Regions from separate parts of the Sus scrofa genome. Here region 1 is linked to region 2. Evidence: chromatin contacts called from public HiChIP or PLAC-seq data. All regions are on one chromosome and are shown on one strand. Each heading gives the region's core, a stretch centred on a gene start, on an enhancer-like site or on the middle of the called end of the contact. The rest is flanking DNA. Distances are from core to core; before and after follow the strand shown.

Region 1 (4,594 bases), core at 1,723-4,222, 280 kb before region 2:
TTTCCATTGTCATAATGGTGTCTTCTTTTTGACTGTACCTACAGTATTTAATGGTGTCTTTTGATACCATGGTGTATTTTAACATAGCTTGATTATCTTTTTTTTATTTCTGATGAGTGGGTGTTTTCCTACTTGAGAAGTTCCCCTTTGTCACTTTTTAATAGCAATGCCAACCCCTTTTCCTCAGTAGTTTAAAGTTCAAATTTAACTATGTACTGTTGAACAGAACTTGATAGCCTAAGGATCAGCCAATTCCCATTTCTTCCTTGCTTACAAAATGGAATTGATGGGAGAAGAGATTAGGGGAAACCTGTACCCTAAAAACAGAGATCATTCAGTCAAAGGCACTTCACGCGTAACCCACTGAATCATAAATCTTGGATTTGAGTTTGGATGTGTGTAATTTTAAAAAATTCCCCCAGATGATTTGGTTTTATCTTAACAAAGACTATAAAGGAAAAAAAAACAAAAACAAAAACAAAAACCCCTCAAGTTTCTGGAATGCAGTGGGAGGAAAGGCAGAATTTCAAGCAGGGGGTGAAAAATAAGTTCAGGTACAGCCGACAGTCCAGGGAGGACAGAGATTAAGAAGGGTACAGACTTCCAGCTCTAAGAAGAATGAGTTTTGAGGACCTAATGTACAGCCTGGTGACTACAATTAACAGACTATATTATACATTCAAATGTTAAGAGAGTGGATTGTGTTTTTGCCACACACAAAATGTGAAGGGATGGCAGTATTAACTAACCTTATTGTGGTAAGCATTCTGCAACGTATACATCACACTGTACACCTTAAACCTGCGTGTGTTCTGGGTCCACAATATCTCAGTAAAGCTGGAAAAAATAATACAAGGCATATGTGAAAACTAACAAGAAAGATATGGGCTACGAATACACCAATGATAGCAAGCAATTCATATTTTAATATTATAGGCATTTATGCAGGAATGAAGATGCTAAGAAATAGTTTATTCTGTGAAACATTTGCAGGAAAAACAAATCATCTAATAAACAAATTGTCTAATTTTAAAAAGATTACGAAAATGTGTTGGATTTGGCTTGAATTTCAAAAGTCATTAGCAAACTAAGAACACTTTGGGTTTGGGGTTATCTGATGTTTAGGGTTGGGAGCAGGCAGTCAGAAAAAAAAAGGTATGTATTAAATATTTAAGGAGAGGAGGTGGTATTAAAAAGTTTTGCAGAGATAAATAAAAAAAAAAAACTTCAGTTTTAAGATTTGAGATCTTAGAATATATGATCCTTGAATCAGAGCTGAGAGGAACCTTTAAGATCATCTAGTCCAATTCCATCTGTTACTTAAATTTTCTTTGTGAAGTCCTGTCATTCTGTTTGGACTGAGGTCAATCATGTCTAGTATGGCTTTAGGGAGGATTCTTCCTTACCCACTTTCCTTCCCAAAGTTTACTTGTCATGTTTGAAACAAGAGGACAGGCGTCAGCTGCAAAGGCAATGTTATCTTACTAATAAGTGTATTTAGTGGATTTCAAAAGGAAATGATAAAAAGAGTATGGCTTGAATTTTGTTTTTTTGGAGGAGAATCCTAGATCAAACTTAAATAAATGGGACAGTTTAAGAAATAGTGGTTCTTTCAAGAAGGAAGTTGGGAAGGTTAGTCCTTTGTTTTTAGGCTTTGTGAAGCCAATTTAGCTATGTGGTACTAGCATGGCAGTTACAAGCCAGAAATTTGAGGAGGAGCTATATCATTTAGGAATGGCTTTGGCTAAAAGTACTCAAATGACGTGAGCCATAATATGCCACTTCACAAAACGTGTGAAAGCAGGTGATGACTGGGTGCTGGGCACAGGCACAAAGGCTGTGCGCATGTCCTGACCATTCTCGCCACCAGATGGCGAAACTGCTCTAAACATTATATCCTCAGCAGGGAGGAAGGTGGTGAGCAAAAGGGCTTTCTTTCTTTCTCTTGTCTCCCTAAGCAGGGAGAAATATTGAGGCTCCTGGCATACATCTTGGGCTCTAACTTGACCACATGCCCATCGCTACACTGACAAAAGGGAAATGAGAATGACGTGATTTGCTCGGGCCCTGAAGCTGGCCACATCATTGCCCAGTTGCAATAGAGCTTTTATTTTATGTAATTATTTTTTTAAGCAAGAAAGAAGTAGGCAATAGCTGTTGGGTAGGCTACTAATAGCCCTTGCCAGAGGAGCTCAAGAGAAATTATACACGCTAAATCCACCCGGCCCTGTGCCAAAGGCAGGACAATGCCTCTTCAGAAACTAGTAAAATGTTTTTCTTCCCCCGATAATTATTAATTTTCTGCAGTGACTTAGAAAAATTCTTGGACTACATTTGTTGCCATTAAATACTTGCATACAGAAACTGACTGTAAAACTTTTAAAAAGTCATTCTGCTTATAACCCAAACTTCTGGCTCTAGCTCTTATCTCACCACTGCATGAGTTGTATGAATCACCTCCAATTTCCATATTTTACAGGAGCCTCACACGGAGAAGAATAAATCACTTTCAAATTAGACATTCCATCTAGAACTGACAGTAGCTGATTCCCAGCACTGTCTTTTACTTCTGATATGCTTTTGGATGAGAGTAATCTTATATTTTCAGTAATTCTCAGGATAAAATTTTCTTCTCAGAGCTCATTTTATGACTTTTTTTTTCAGTTTTGAATAATAAAGCAATTATTCCTGCTTTTTGAAGTTGCATATTAAGCCTAGGAACATGAATTATTCTTTCTTTTTGAAACTGCATAAGTCCAGAAATGTTGACTTTTTAAACTATTAATGTCAAGTGATGGCTGTAAACATCTATTTTTCACCCTCTTTCTTTCAGTGTGCCTCTTTCTTGAGATCCTCATTCCTACTAGATTTCCACTGCACACCAATTATCTCAGGCTACAGCTGTTTGCTGACAGCTGTTCTCTTCTCTGCCCACCACACAGCCACCTTCTGCTGGTAATTCTACTCTTATTCCCATCTGTGGAAATCCCTGCCTCCCCAGTGTGGCTGCTTTGCCTGGGGCTTCAGCTCTGTCTCAGGCACAGAACTTGTGACCTAAATCAATCCAAATGTTGCATTCCTTTGGCCAGACTGATTCAGAATCAATGAGAAGTAATGATACCTTGCTGGGACTTCTTGAAGAGAGATTCATTCCCTGTCCCGCTAGAATTTTACCTTTAATGTAAGAGCCAAAGTGGCTGTAGCCATCTTGACCCCTTGAATGGGAACCAGTCTGAGAACAGAGCTGTAACAGAGAGAGGCACCCTGGTGATGCTTTTAAGCCTTCAATCCAAGACAGCAGCAGAGCAGCAAGCCCTATTCCTGGACTGTTCAGTTACATAATCAAGTAAGTTCCTGTTTTCTTTACGCCAGTGTTTGGATCAGGTCTTTTCTTCCTTCTATTAAAAGAGATCTAATTTATACAAAGGTTCAGAATCTCTTATGGCCAAGATATATTCTCAGATACTAAACATGTCATAAAAATTAACATGGAAAATACTTGAAAGGGAGTAAATACACTTGTAACTTATTATGCCCAATATTTTTACTCTTTTTTCCAAATAACAATAGCCCATCATCATACAATACAATATAGAAAAGAGTTTAAATTAGTTTCTCCTTTTTGCATACTTAATATGGTGCAATCATTATGATGGTGATGTGCTCTGGAGACAGTTTCCTCAAAGCTGAGCACATTTGTTTACTTTTTGAATATAAGTTTCTTTCTTTCCTTCTTTCTTTTTTTCTTTCCTTCCTTCCTTCCTTCCTTCTCTCTCTCTCTCTTTCTCTTTCTTTCTTTTGTCTTTTCTAGGGCCGCACCTGCAGCATATGGAGGTTCCCAGGCTGGGGGGTCTAATCGGAGCTATTGCTGCCAGGCTACGCCAGAGCCACAGCAACGCAGGATCTGAGCCGTGTCTGCAATCTACACCACAGCTCATGGCAACCCCGGATCCTTAACCTACTGAGCGAGGCCAGGGATCAAACTTGCAGTGTCATGGTTCCTAGTTGTATTTGTTAACCACTGAGCCACGATGGGAACTCCGAATATAAATTATTTCTTATTATCATACAATAAAATAGCCTTGAAGATATTTAGAAATATTGATAAATTACTGGTACACATAAGCCTGTAATTATAAAAGTGGTGATGTTACATTGTGGTGCTTGCATTTCTCTGGCTGTTTCTTTTGCTCAAACAGCACCATCCTGGGAGATAGCACAGCAGGCTGACCTGGCCATGTGACCACAGTCGCTGTGCTTGGCTGAGAGCTGTTTGTGTCCGGAGATGGAGATCACCGTGCAGAAACTGTTCTCTTCAGAAAAGTTTTGTTGCTAAATCAGTGCTCTAGCCTTCTGCAGGGTGGCCTTTTTCGTTCTCCACCCCAGAGGTCCACATCCTTGTCAAAGGGTAAGAAACTTTCTGTAATTGGCCACCATGGTTGTAGGGCAGTGTCAAGCCAGTTTGTCTACCTAGAGCAATCCCTAAAAACAGACCCAGTTCATTTTCAGGCACGAGTGAAACGTAAGGCAGATTTTTTACGGTGGCCAAGGACGCAATGGTTGCGCCTAAAGGTTACCTTCATCGCAGGCACCT
Region 2 (4,412 bases), core at 1,746-4,245:
CAGCAGTTTCTCTTAAAGTTAAACATGCATGTCCCATATAACCCAACATTCCAGCTCTTAGGTATTTGAGAATGAGAAATGAGAGCATGTGCTCATCAAAAACTTGGCCACAAATGTTCCTACAGGTTTGTTCATGATAGCCCCAAACTGGAAGCAATCTAAATGTTCAACAACAAGGATATGGTATATTTATAAAATGAAATATTTCTCAGCAGTGAAAAGGAAGGGGACTACTGGCATGTGGCATGAATTACTCTCAAAAACATGCTAAGTGAGAAAAAGTCTAGATCATTGTGGTGGGATAAGGTAGGGAGGATTGACAAGCCAAGGAGCTTGAGGGAACTTTTAGAGGTGATGGAACTATTCTGTTTTCTTGATTCAAGTAGGAGGTTATATAGGGGTTTATACCTTTTCCAGAGTCATTAAACTGTACGCTAAAAATTGATGCATACTTTTGTATATAAACTATCCGTCAATAAAATTTACTTCAGAAATATCCAAGGTTATTTCTAGCTGATAATTAGGCATCCAAGTTTCCAGTAGTATGAAGGTGGAGTAAAGCCATTTTGAGATATAGAAGGGCTCAAGTTATTTGCATGGTATAGTCACTTTCTCTACTGAAAGTCCTAGATAATATGCTTCAGCAAACAGGGGGAAAACCAAAAAAGAGAAACTTACAAGGTCCATGGGAAACAAGCATCAGAAAGTAAGTCCAGGAATGATGCATGATCAATAAGACTAGGAAACAACCAATGTAGACTGGAATGGGGGGCCCGAGTTCTCTTGAAAGGCTGCCTCCAGGGGAGAAAGGAAATGTATCTCTTTGAGTTTATGGGAGATATTCATGATAGGTTTATGTCATAAATGTTAAAACATTTGAAAAATTCTAGAAAAGCAGGAAAATGAAAAGGAAAAAAAAAAAAGGTTAATTGTTAACTCCAGAAAAAAGGAAGCATGAGAAATTCCTGTTGTGGCTCAGAGGTAACAAACCCAACTAGTATCCATGAGGACATGAGTTGGATCCTTGGTCCCATTTGGTGAGTTAAGGATCCAGCATTGCCGTGAGCTATGGTGTAGGTTGAGTGGGTTAAGGATCCGGCATTGCCATAGGCTGTGAGGTAGGTTGCAGACAAGGTTCAGATCTGGCGTTGCTGTGGCTGTGGCAAAGGCCAGCAACTACAGCTCCAATTTGATCCCTAGCCTGGGAACTTCCATATGCTACAGATGCAGCCCTAAAAAGACCAAAAAACAAACAAACAAACAAAAAAATCATGAGCATAGTACACAATATGATCTAGCAATGAGAAATATTTGTATAGTTAATACTCAATATATGGAGTAATACTTCATAATCTAAATGTTAACTTTTTATTTTATAAAAATGCTATGATCTCTGTTAGGGACATAGGAGGTAGTAAGAGAGGTAGATATGAGAGAGCTAAAACCTTGTCTATCACGATGGTGAGTCAGAACTCTAAAAATGGAGATATCTTAGAAATAATTAGGCAAATGCCGAAGAAAAGAGCTACACAAGTTGTGACTGGCCATCTCTATTGAAAGGGGAGGAAGCAAAGGATCGGAAGGGGCAAGACAGGAAACCGTTTTTATTCATAACAGACCTTTTTGTTCTAACTTTTAAATTTATGTGTATGTGTTAATTTGATGAAAATTAAAGCTAATAAAAATAGAAAGTGTCTTCTAGTAGCTCTACAAGTTGGCGAAAGTGGAGTGTTTTTCATTCGTGACCTGTCTTGAGACATATAGCTCTTTTTTTCTCTCTTGAGATCTCACCTGAATACTGTTCAGTGTATGAAAGTATGTAAATAGGCCAGGATCTGTTCAACTTTGTCCCATAGTGATGGCAAAGGCCAGAAGCCTGGAAGGGAAGATACTGAGGTAAATGGCGGAGGGGGGGGAGCTCCAAACAGCCAGTTTACAATGTTTCTATACAGACAAGAAACAGAACAGGTTTTAAGAGGCGAAGCGTAAGGCTAAGGAAACAAGTTGGACAGGAGAAAGGAAAAGAGAACAAAGGGTTGGAGAAGGAAAAAGAAAGAAAGAAGAGGGAAAAAATATGATCTTGTAAAGAGAGAGAACAGCCTCTGATTCTCTGCCCCCTCTAGCCTCTAGCTGTCCTCCACTGCCTCTCACTAGAGCCAGAGTCCATTATGGAAAGGCTGATTCCACGTCTTAATCTGGTGCCCATCCAGGAAAATCAATCATCTTTCCTGACTGGAGTCTTCAGTCTTAAGCTGAACCATGTCAAGTGCAAAGGTCTCGCATAGGAGAGTTAATTATTGTGTTTCACCTATTAGAACTTCTGGAACTGTCTGCCGTGTCACCTTCTCTCATTCTTTTCTTTTCCTTGCCCTTCTGCATTGCATTCTGAGAGAGTCTCTGGGCCAGATTTTCCAGATCAAAGCTGAGTCTTCATCCATTTCCAGTCTGCTCTTCTGTCAGTCTATTGTGTTCTTTTAATTGTTGCAATTGTGTTTTTAAAAAAATTTTTTCTTAGACGTCTATTACTTTTTATATATATGATAGACTTTTAAATGTGTGGTGATAAATTTAGCATACTTACTTTGGAGCTCATCCATTTTCTGTCATAATCTTTTTTTCTTCAAAGTTTCTTTTTTTGTTAAATTTGCTATTGTTCTTTCCTGCTGTTGACTTTTTTTGAATGTTTGGTGAATTTGAGCCGTCTGTCCATGTGTACTGAAAAAAGACCTAGAATGAAACATCTTGGTAGCTAGAGTGTCTCTTGAGCTAAAGTGAGAAGCCCTTTTTGCCCTGGCAGTGAATGTAGGTTCTGATTATAGAAGCCTTGTTTCTCAGTTGTTGTTGTGAAGGAGTGGGGGTTGGTGATGGGGAAATCCCTCGTGGCAGCCCTTGCACCCACGTTGGGAGATTCCCTGGGCAGAACTCCCACTCTGAGTCATGCACTCACCACTTTAATCCCATGGGTAGATGCCAGAGTCAGCTGCACTCAAAGCAGGGCCTGGTGGCAGCTGTTCAGTTGTCCTTTAATTATCTGGGCAATCACCCATGGCCTGTTCCTTTACCTGCTCAACTGACCACTGAGTTTGGAGTTGTTCTGGTGTTGAAAAAAACTCGCATTTTTGGAAAACCTTCTCTTTGTCCTGATGTAAGTTTTCTAGTTTAGTTGAATTTCACTCTCAATTTTAGCTTTTCATTTGTCTTAGAAATTCTTCATTGTTCTAGTTGACTGCCCTACTTCTTTTGGCCTCTCCTTCAGATGTAAAATTATTTTTCCCCTTTTTACTTCTTTTATTTCAGTGATAATTTTAGAGAGAGAATAAAATGTAGGTAACATAAATCTGTCAAATTGAACCACAAATTTTCCTTAGATCTGTTTACATATGAGAGAACTAAGGTCCAGAGTATGAAAAGTAAGCACACACCTAGACCAAAAACTTGCCCAGAAGTTACCCAGTTAGTATAAGCAGAACCAGGATTTAAAATTCAGTCAGCCTGGTTTTAAAACATGGTGTCCATATGCACACACAGTCATGCAGAGTGACCAAGTGATTTAAATAATTTGGTTGGAAATGTACTATGGGAGCACATCAAGAGACAACTTAGAGGGATGTTGATCAAAATATGCGTAACGTGCTTTCTTGGCAGTACCTTCAACACCTCTGCTATGTCCCTGTGACACTGTCTCCAGATTCCTATCCTTTGAGGTGGATTTGACTTCTGAAATTGTGTGAAGTCGATGGAGCCAAATTTGTTGATCCAAAAAGAATAATACTTTAAAAAAAAATCAGAACCAAAATTAGACGTGATTATAAGACGTATTTTATTGAAGGACTTGTACACTGGTTAAGATAGTTCTAAAAGAATTCCAAAAATATTTGAACGTTGATAACATTACTGGAGTAAGTGAATGACCACTTAAGATGGTTTTTATGTTCTGTGAACATACACTTTCTGAGATGATTAACTTTTAAATCTTATTAGACTAGAGTACATTAGGAGTACCGCCTACCTCTAAAAATAGAGTTTCACATAAAAACTTTTCAGTATCTAAAAAGTGCAGTTTTATTTCCCTGTTTTCATGGCTGTGTTTAGTGTGTTGAGGCTATTGGTAGGTATCTTTCGCTACCGCAAAACTGCAATGAATAATCTTACGTAGAGATAATTGACCGTATTTGAGAGTATATCTGAAGTAGAAATTCTGAACAGAATTGCCAGGTCAAAGGGTAGGTAAACTTTGCCAAATGGCTCTCTTATGCCAGTGTAAGCACTAACTGACAATGTTCCTCTTTCCACACCTCCTTTCCAATAAGTTGAATTATGCACTTTCTCATCTTTGCCAACCTGACGGGTTTTTTTAAGTATCTCAATGTAGTTTTAAACTATTTTTCTTTTATCATGAATTAGGTTGATTA

The links. HiChIP or PLAC-seq counts read pairs in DNA pulled down with a chosen protein or histone mark.
Region 1: an H3K27ac HiChIP or PLAC-seq map of skeletal muscle shows a contact between it and region 2, with 9 times the contacts expected there. The contact joins two enhancer-like sites. A contact is called at or near these places in 3 of 47 Hi-C or Micro-C datasets (embryonic fibroblasts, retroperitoneal adipose tissue and skeletal muscle) and 2 of 2 datasets of contacts at active chromatin or transcription factors (alveolar macrophages and skeletal muscle).

The regions. Positions count from the first base shown.
Region 1 is chr3:114,322,384-114,326,977 of Sscrofa11.1, reverse strand. No RefSeq gene overlaps it. Among named protein-coding and RNA genes, the nearest start is that of ITSN2, 39 kb to the left of the region's middle. Within about 2 kb of position 2,972, at least 12 of the 83 cell types and tissues checked have an H3K27ac peak or open chromatin away from gene starts, as enhancers often do. A contact at or near this core is called in skeletal muscle, where this site is marked.
Region 2 is chr3:114,040,379-114,044,790 of Sscrofa11.1, reverse strand. All of the region lies in intron 10 of NCOA1 (nuclear receptor coactivator 1), which reads left to right. Among named protein-coding and RNA genes, the nearest start is that of NCOA1, 56 kb to the left of the region's middle. Within about 2 kb of position 2,995, at least 5 of the 83 cell types and tissues checked have an H3K27ac peak or open chromatin away from gene starts, as enhancers often do. A contact at or near this core is called in skeletal muscle, where this site is marked.